2 separate regions of the Pelodiscus sinensis genome follow, and region 1 is linked to region 2. The links are chromatin contacts, called in public Hi-C maps. All regions are on one chromosome and are shown on one strand. The core of a region is the stretch at or near the end of the contact, and the rest is flanking DNA. Distances in the headings are between cores, read along the strand shown.

The links. Hi-C and Micro-C count contacts between places; a contact is called where the count stands out from the background.
Region 1: a contact with region 2 is called in a Hi-C map of an unstated tissue, with 4 times the contacts expected there. The contact joins the promoter of SLC1A2 here to the promoter of APIP in region 2. A contact is called at or near these places in 2 of 5 Hi-C or Micro-C datasets (liver and an unstated tissue).

The regions. Positions count from the first base shown.
Region 1 is chr4:75,852,638-75,857,205 of ASM4963464v1, reverse strand. It overlaps SLC1A2 (solute carrier family 1 member 2), which reads left to right and starts at 2,856. Exons shown (of 11, transcript XM_075927483.1): 1 at 2,856-3,815. The coding sequence starts at 3,799. LOC142829160 (a long non-coding RNA gene) reads right to left here and starts at 4,296. Exons shown (of 4, transcript XR_012903514.1): 1 at 4,048-4,296.
Region 2 is chr4:75,413,583-75,418,696 of ASM4963464v1, reverse strand. APIP (APAF1 interacting protein) reads left to right here and starts at 2,418. Exons shown (of 7, transcript XM_014574233.3): 1 at 2,418-2,575. The coding sequence starts at 2,507. It overlaps PDHX (pyruvate dehydrogenase complex component X), which reads right to left and starts at 2,359. Exons shown (of 10, transcript XM_075927469.1): 1 at 745-2,359. The coding sequence starts at 886.

The DNA.
Region 1 (4,568 bases), core at 1,607-4,106, 440 kb before region 2:
CAGGTGCTGCTGCAATGCCTCTCCTGTTTCCAGTGTCCCTCCTGGTGATGCCCAGGCAACATGGAGGAGAAGGAGTAGGACACCTGTCTGACATGGAGAATGGTCAGGTGGACAGGAGTCAGAGGTTGGTGGAGTTGGATGGGAGCAGAGAGGAGCTAGGTTGGGGTGGTGGATGGGAACAAACCAGGAGGGGAACAAGAGCTTGCAGGGAATTGATAAGATTAGACTGGAGCAGAAGACATTGGGTGAGGGTAGATATAAGAGAAGAGGAAGGAGGAGACAAGACAAGATTTGGAGCATGATGGGGGTAAATAGAAGCAGGGGTAAGGGGTGCAGGAGCTGAGGGTGATGTGTAGGTAGGAGCATGGGGAAGGAAGCAGTGAGTCGATAGAGGGACAGGGGACTGGAGCTAGGAAGACAGGGGTAGAATATGATCAGAAGAGATGAATAGAAAGAGAAGGGAAGCTGGAAGGGAGGCAGACAGGAGAAAAGAGGGGACATGTCTACAACAACTATAGCACACTTCTCTCTGGAACCCAGAATTGAGTCTTGAATCTTTGCAATCCTCTGCTGATGGCAAATATTGGCAAAACATATGCAATGTGTGGCCTCATCTCCACTTACCAGGAATTGACACATCAAAGATCCATTTCACTGGGGGTCAATTTAGTGGATGTAGTAAGGACCCAGTAAATCAACCACTGATCATGTTCCCATCAACTCCCGGTACTTCACTGGGTCAAGAGGAGTAAGGGAAGTCAGTGGGAGAGTTTATCCCATTAACTTATCCCCCTCTAGTGCCTTGTTCACACAAAGTAAAATAACCTACCATTGCTACCATGTAAAGTTACCAGTTATGTTGTATTATGGTAACAAATAACATCACCATTCAATGGCCTGATGTATCGGTGTGCAGCTTAATTTCTTCCTCCTGGAGAACTATTTAAATATGATTTGCTCAATTCTGTTCACTTCCTCTGAAGTGGCTGGCACCTTCCACTTTTGCAAAAGAGGATACTGGTCTAGATGGACCAGACTGCTGGTCTGCTCCACTATGGCCCAGCTTATGTTTTTATGACTACTTATGCTTGGAGGTTTGCTTACTTTTAAAATTCCAGCTCCAGGGCAGATCTTGAGGCTGGAGAGTCACTAGCAGAATTCATGGCTGTGGTGCTGTAATGTATGTTCCTGCTGTTTCTAAAGCACCATTTAATTATTTCTTAGTGCTCCAACCCATGAACTAGGTTCCAGAATAGATCAGGGAGCATCTCCATATTTAATTTTTATTGTAACTAAACAAAACTAACAGCCACAGGACAATTCACCTTTCTGCTAGCTTCATCACAGTCTCTTTCCAGAAGTATTGATTTACCCACATCTCCAACAGAGGTCAGCAGAGCCCTACTGGAGAGACTTATTCCCTCTATTCATACTTTTATTGCACAGATTCCGTTCATATGCACCAGAAAGCACCACATCCAAAGGCCATCACCAAGGCCTTTGTCAGGTTAGATAGACATCTGTCAGGGATGGTGTAGACGGAGCTTGGTCCTGCCTTAAGGGCGGGGGGGGGGGGGGGGCTGGACTCGATGACCTCTTGAGGTCCCTTCCAGTCCTATGATTCTATGATTCTAAGGGACACAGTCGCCTCTTATTATTGGTTTCTGAGGGGGAAAAGTTGTTCTTGCTGAGCTTTTTTTTTGGTGAGTTTCTCGCACTTGTTATGCTGCAGGCAGATGTGATCTCTGTTTATCTATTGACCTGACCTATTCCGTTGTTGACACGGTTTTGCGCTACTTTCCCCTTATTTCAGTTCCGATCGGCAGCTCGTAAGGCAAATCCTGAATGAAAGAAAGAAACGTAGATTCTGCTATTGTTACTCAAGCGAATAGTTCGCTTAACTTTTACAGGTGGATTCCCACGAATAAGGCGGGCATTCGGAGGGGGTGGGCGGGGGAGCTGAATAAGGAACAAAAGGCAAGGGCCCCATTCCAGATGCTTCACCCCACTATTATAGACTTGAAAGAGCGGTGGAAGAAACTAACATGCTATTATTGGGGCCCTAGAGAGATCCACCTTTAGATCTCCCGTAGGAGGATTTCCCCCTGTCCGTCTTATGATGTATACTCTGTAAGGATCTTCATGAATAAAAATACAAATTAATATTCAATGTCAGGTCATTTATTCTGGAATCAAAGGAAAACATGCAAGAAAAGGCTTCTCTGGCATTTACGCTAACTGCTTGCTTGCTTACTGTTTCTCTGCTGTGTGCTTTCTCTCTCTCTCCCTGGTGAATATCTGTACAGTAGTGTGACCCCTCCCTTCCCCCACCCCAATCGGATTGTTAATCAGGTTTAAGGGACATGAACGTGACAGTAGTTTATCTACGGGGGGAGATTTAACTCTTTGCCTTCAGCCCTCTCCGTCCCTTTTCTCCAGTGGGATCTCCCCGGCGTTTCCTCCTGAGGTCGGTGGGATTTACCTGCTGCAGAAAGGGGGCTGACCCTCGCCCTGTTTGCCAAAAGGCCAGCAGCCTTTACACTCGTTAGCCAGTGATGCTGCAAGAGCTGCCAAATTTGAATAAAGGTGCTAATTATCTTACCCATTACAAAGATAGCTTCCCCGATTATCACCTTTAATATCATTAGCTCACAGACATTTACCTTCCCCCTTCCTCCTCCTCCATCCCTCTTCTGTTCTGCAATGTGATTTGTCCTTTTCATATGTGTTCATTTTTTTTAATGGTATCCTTTGGTATATATGGTCGTGACTATTTTCTTCCACTATTTGATCTGAGGAAGTGGGTCTGGCCCACGAAAGCTCATCATCTAACAAACCATCTTGTTAGTCTTTAAAGTGCTACACAGTCCTGTTTTTTGTTTCAGCTGCTGCGGGAGGGTCCCCAGCAGCAACCCCTCCGGCTCCTCAGCGGAACAGTCCGATCAACCCCCGCCCCCGGGACAAAGGCGCGGAAACAAAGAGGCGACGCGAAGGATGCGCCCGGGAAGGGGGCGAGCGAGAGGCAGCGCCGCGCGGCGCGAACAAAGCCAAGGGGGCAGGAGCGGCTCTGTCTGTGGCTGCGGGGCGCGCCTCGCCTCCCCGCTGTAGACTGGAAATCGCTGTAGATTGTGAAAGGGGGAGGGGGAAAGGCAGATGGAAACGGAGCAAGGCTGAATCTCAGCGCGAACCCAGCAGCACCACGCGCTGCCCTGCCCCTGGAGCCAGGCATTCCCGCGGCGGGCTTGTCCTTTACCCAGGAGGCTGGGGGATTTAGAGGGGGAACAGCAGCCCGTGATGTCAGCCCTTGCCTAAAATAGCGAAGGATAGACTGCAAATCCACAGCTCGAAGGCTAAAACCTTCCAAGCCAGCCTCCGCCAGCACCCTGCCAATGTGAAGTCACCCACCACCTCTTCCCCATGCGCGCCCCCCTCCCGCCCCCCGCCACTCCAGGAGGGGAAGGCAAAGGATCAAAGCCCAGGTGGTGGCCACAGCCTAACCCTGCCGGTCCGCGGCTCCGTTTCCACTAGGGGTGGCAGAGCGTTCCCCTCCAAGAGAGGCAACCCCCCCCCCCCCCCGCCCCCGTCACAGGCCGTGGGGAAGAGCAGTTCAGCCGGAGGTGGTGGGGGAATCCGAAGAGCAGAGCTTCTAGATCCGTGCCTTGCGGAGCCTGGAGGATTACCCGAGGAATTGTTCTGCTGCTGCCGAGGCACTAAAGGGGGGAACCCCATAAGAGAGCGCTTCCTTTGCACCCCGCCGGACCCTTGGATTCTGGAGAAGACAGGGGCGCTGCGAGGACCATGGCATCGCCAGAAGGGTGAGGGGGGCCTGCCAGGTGGGAAGGGTGGGCTGAGAAAGGGAGTCTGGGGGGGGGCGCGTGTTTGGGGGGGCTGCTTCATTTCATCGGTTTCGTTGTAACCCTCACGCCTTTCCCCCGAAATCAAACCACCAGGGCGATCAGCCAGGGGTAGCAAAGGGAGATGCAGGGATTTCAGACAGGGAAGGGTTCGTTTGCCTCCCCTCCGCACAGGCGAATCTGATCAACCCACCTGTCTCTGCGCTGGAGAAGGGCCCAGAGGAACAATGGTTAAAATGGACCAGAAATCCCTTTCCGTGCCTAGGCACAGCCTGGAGCTGCGGCTCGGAGCAGAGGCACTAACCCGAACACATGTTGTGTTGCAAAACTCCTTCAGGGCTGGGCCAGTGACAGTGAAGCGGGTTAGAGAGGACCCCCAGGGCCGGAGTTTGCTGAGCGTTACCCAAGAGGCGTTCTTACGGCCCAACCCACACACTGGGGTCCTGATACCCCTGCTCAAGACAATCCCGATCCAGCTCTTGTGCAATGTTTGCGGCGAGCCTCGGCCGCTTCTTGGCTCCCCTGGGTGGGTTGGGTGGCTCATTTGTGTGCGGGTTGTACAAGGCGAGGGCCGCCTGCAGAAGGGCTCTCTGATCGCTGGCTGCCCTCCTGTGATATTGCCTAGCATTAACATGCGCCTGGCGTGAGCCTCCCTCTTTATCCCCGGACCTTGTCAGGTTAGATCAGCCTGAGCTGCTCGAGACAGGACTCTCT
Region 2 (5,114 bases), core at 1,169-3,668:
AAATTCTGAAGTCAGAAATCCTCCTATGAAAATGAAAGACTGCTTTCATTTAAACTCCCACATTTGAGCCTTTTTAACTTGCACAGAATGTTTTCAAACTTAATCTCAAATTAAAGGATTTTTTGTAAGGAGCCAGGAACAGAAAAATGGCTGGAAGCAAATTCTAGAAGGAATGTAGGGGTTAGAGGACTATGAGAAAGTATAGCATTAAGTGTTTTGAGACAGCTCTCAGTATTTTTTGGCCACTCGATGGCAAAGCAGCAACACTCATCATTAGAAAATAGTCTAAAACTCGTTGTCATACATTTTGTCCTCTAGACACCAAGCTTGGTGCCACTCCCTTGTGTGCCTTCCCCCCCCCCCCCCCCATGCCTCACATTCTATTTCCATTGGCTAAACAGAGCATCACTACCCCCCCCTTCATTCTCTTCCACTGATTAATAAAAAGTCTACTCCTTCTCCCCCCCCCCCATTCTGCATGTCCCAACATCGTTGCCCACACATGCCACACCAAGCACCTGCATGCACCCCCTCCTCTGTCCAGGTGACCTACTGACCATCATCTCTAGCTTGCATAGACATGGTGTCCTAACCACTGGCTCCATGCTGACACCTGGCCTCCGCCATTACCACCCATTTCCCTTCCCCCAGACAGTCACCGCTGTCCTACAAACAGCTTTAGCGGGTTCTAGCAGTCACAGGCAGCCAAGACCGACCTAACAGTGACTGAAGCCAAATACTCACCCAGCAGCTCCTGGCTCCTGTGCAGAAACCTCCAGCCTCCTCCAGGGCAGTGAGAAGTACAAGCCCCCGCGACTAATCTCCCACCCAGGAGCAATTTAACCATCCCTTTGCTGCTGCAGTTCAGCCACAAGGAGGCTGCCATCTTGCTCTCCTCCCACTCAAGGCTAGGGCTGTCCGACTCACTGCCTGACAGAAAAAATCCTCCCCCTAAATATCGCACCAAACATTAGCAACCCCTTGAAGCCAGGGCTAACGTGTGGTCATCTGTGTGCGCACCTGCTCCTCCTTCCTTGCATGCAGACTAGCCATATCCCTGCACAAGCAAAATCCACACACTTCTATTCAAAATGCCTTATGACAAACTAGTTAAGGTTGCTGAAGGGTAAGGATCAGCTTCATCTGTGTCAAGCATCTGCCTAGGGTAAAGATTCAGGTGGTGGTTAGGTCCCCACTAATAGCCTTCTTATTTCACTGTTGCCAAATCTGAGCATTCAAAAATCATGAATCAGCCCAAAATAATGAAATTGGCTTAAAATGAATGATTACAAAAATAAAATTGGGGCTTGTTTACTATGAGGTTTTTGAACTATAAGAGTTCACTTGAATCACTTTTTTCAAGCTGTCCTCCACAGTGACCAAATTTTATTTTTGACTCCTAACTCAAGAAACTGGAAATTTAAAGAAAGGACCAAAGAAAAAAACATGATACAGTCAGGAGTGTTGGCAACACCTCTGTATACTTTTAATAGCACATGGAGGCTAGGCCCCACTGCGCTAAGCAAGGTCTGAACAAGGTCAAACTCCTGTCTAGGGATGTGAAGGACTAGCAGACTATCTGATAAGCAAATGCTTATCTGGTAGTCGACTAGTTGCTCCCTACCACACACACACCTTTCTGCCTCTGTCAAAAAGAGGCAGCAAGGATGGAGGGGAAGAAGAGGGGGTACTTCAAAGCAGCAGCTCCCTGTGGAGCCTGGGACCAGACCCCGCTCTCCACAAGGTGCTGCCACTTTGAAACACCATGTGCACAGAGCATTTCAAAGCAGCACCCGACCTGTGGAGTCCAGATTCATCTGCGGATTCCCTTGCTGACCCAGGCTCTTCACTGTGTTTCATAGGGGCAGAACTAGTGGAGCCTGGGATCAGTGGAGGTGTCCCCAGCTGACCCTGGGCTCCATGCTGAGCTTTCACCTTTTGCTACACTTAGAAGGTGAAGGCCTCCTACGAACTAATTGAATAGTCCATGCAAAATGCATCCACTATTGAATTAGTCAATCACTAGACATTTAACATCCCTACTCCTGCTCCAAAAAGCGCAACAGCAGGCGTGTGTCAACCAGGATCTGCATGTCCCAAGCGTGATGCACAATAGTAAAAGGCTCCCACCTCCTCCTTCCTTTGCGTGCAGGAGCCACCTGTCTCCCACCTCACCCCGCTGGCCCCCTAACTCGGCCCCCGCTGGGTCAAGCCCAGGCAGAAGCTCAGGTAACGCCTCTTTCCTCCCCCCGGAGAAGGAAGCATCTCGCCTCCCGCTGTGCGCTGGGGCCGCCTCAGCCACGCGGGCTCTGGGCTGGGCCCGGCCTCAGCGGCCAGCCGGGTGGGGAGTGCGGCAGGTTTTACAGCAGGTCAACCCTCCGCCGCGGGGCTGCCCCTCAGCCTGAGCGGGGCTCCTGGGAGCCGAGTCCCTGCCTGCGCCGGGAGCAAAGAAGGACCCCGGGGGCCTCCCCCGCACTGGCTCCGCTCCCTGTGTCCCGCCTGCGCTATGGCTGCGGCCGGGGGCGGCGTCTGCTGCCAGCGCGGAGACGGGTGCGTGGCCCGGGATGCGGCGCAGGTAGACAGGGGCTGGCCTGCTGCACGGGGCGGGGGTCAGCGCTCTGCAGGGCCCCGCTGGGAGGTGAACGGTTTTATCCGTCAGTGCCCTGCAGGCTGCGGGGTGCACAGCCGCTGCTCCAGGGCTGGGGAGGGGGAGGAGAAGAGCAGTGACTCGAGCCGCTGGGAAAGGGTAGCTGGGCGCGGCGCGCTCCCGGCACGGGAGTGAAAGTTCCCAGCTCTTCTGCAACGCTTATTACCTGAGGGATTCCGATCCTCTGATTTCCAGTCCCGCAGGCAGAGGCTGCTCCGGCCCGCAGCGAAGCTAGACATACGCCTTATACTGCAGAGCCTGGTGTAATTGCTAGGATTTCTAACGGTTATACAGTTACATTTTTAATCAACTTTATACATCCCAATTCTGGGCCAACTTCTGTAGCTGCCGGAGATAAGCTTTTAAGATGAATCAGAGTTCTTCTTCAGAGTGTCTGTCACAAGCCAGTAAGTTTCCTGTCTACATTCAAAAGCTCATCTTTCTCATCAACATAAGTTGGGGCAACAGAGATTGCCTCACTCACCTTGTCGCCTTAATATCTTGGGACCAACAGGGCTACAAGCCTGTATATCCCATTGCCATTGGTTTAGCAGTAGTTCTGCAAATTTTAAATGAATAATTTCAGAAAATGTCAGTTATTATCTGGTAGCTTGTTTTAAAGTGTACTGTGATGAACTAAAAATAATCTCTTCTTAGAGCTCATGGAAATTTGTGCCATTTTTTCCTTGCAGCTAATATTATAAAAACTAGAGTAAAATCATAATTTAATGGAAGGCATCGAAGGGAGTTGGATTGTTTTCATAAACCAAGCCAGGAAAAGTAACAAGCCAGATCTCATCCGCTGTAAATCAAATAAGTCGATTGGCTTCAGTTTAGTTGTGTTGATACATATCAACTGAGGATTTGGTCCAATGTATGTTTGCTACTAATTTGTGATTCTTCATTTTTCACACTCCAGTAGATGACAATCTCAGTATAAAATGCATGTTAAAACTAGGCCCGCCCCTGTCTACCTGCACTGCATCCCAGGCCACGCACCCACCTGCGCGCTAGCAGCACAGTATAAAATGCATGTGAAAGCTAAACTGGTTAACTGACTAACTAGTAAGCATCACCCTACACAAGTGATGCTTACCAATTCCAGTTAACCAGTAGGGGCTGGAGCAGGTAGACCCGGCCCCCCTGGCCCAGGTTATACACCGGCTCTCTGGCAGCACTTTCTGGCTCCACTTTTGGGGAAACGGCTTTGCTGTGGCAGCAAAGCCTTTTCCCCAGTAACAGGACCAGAAACTTTTGCTGATTCCATTCCTGGGTAGGAGGCTTCACTGTGGGCTCTGAAGTATAAAGCTTATTTAAGCTTTATTCTGCAGAGTCCGCAGTGTGTAAGCACTAGGATTTTTAGCAGTTACATGGTTACCTTTTTAAACAAAGTTTTACATCCCCAGTTAAAACTGTATATTAACTCTTACCAATGACAATTTAGATTTTTAAATACTAGTTTAATTTTAATTGTCTAACTTATTTTTCACCAATGTAAATTAGGGACCATTAGTGTGTAGTTGTTTACACGATTAACCAATAAGCCTGGGCTCATCAGTTAACCTTGACAACTACATGCACCTCCCTCCCTTGCTGCCTCTGTACAAGGAGCTAGTGCCCGTGGGGAGCCAACTTTTAAGCTGGCTTCTACAGAGCTGCCTGCCCTCCCACCCAAACATACATCTATCATGTTATATGATGGTGATGCTCCTCCTCAAACAGCTGCATTTTCATGTTGTATGTAAAATACATTAATATTGTAAATTCTAATAAGAGAACATTTCAACAACTTCCCTAGTATTGGATACATAATAGTATTCATTTTCTGAGTGCTGTTATATAGTGTACTACTTAGATTTTGTTTGTTTTATACAGTGTTCAAATGGTTCTCTATTTAGTATTTCTGATATTTGAACTGTAAAGCAAAGCTGAGCTGCAAAAGCCTCGGTTAAACCATAAATGGGTCTGTAGTACGGTACTCATCCTCAGGAACTATATACAGTAAACTTCTGATAATCCGGCACCTTTAGGACCCAGGGGGTACCGGATTATCAGATATGCCAGACTATCAGAAATGCCAGACTATCAGAAGGAGGGGCTATGAGGGGTCTGGAGTGGGGTGGGAGGGGATGCAGCAGCTGAATCGGGGATGCCTGCAATAGAGCAGCTGGGGTGCTGCCGGGTTGGTCCCGCAGCGCCGAGGGGCGGCGCTACGGCACCAACCCAGCAGCACTCCAGCTGCTCTTGGGGACACCTGGGACAGAGCAGCTGGGGTACTGCCTGGTTGGTCCCGTAGCGCTGCCCCTTGGGGCTGCGGGACCAACCCGGCAGCACCCCAGCTGCTTTTGGGGACACCTGACGCAGAGCAGCTGGAGTGCTGCCGGGTTGGTCCATCAGCGCCTAGGGGCGGCACTGAGGGACCAACCCGGCAGTACCCCAGCTGCTTCGCCCCAGGCGTTGGGATTTA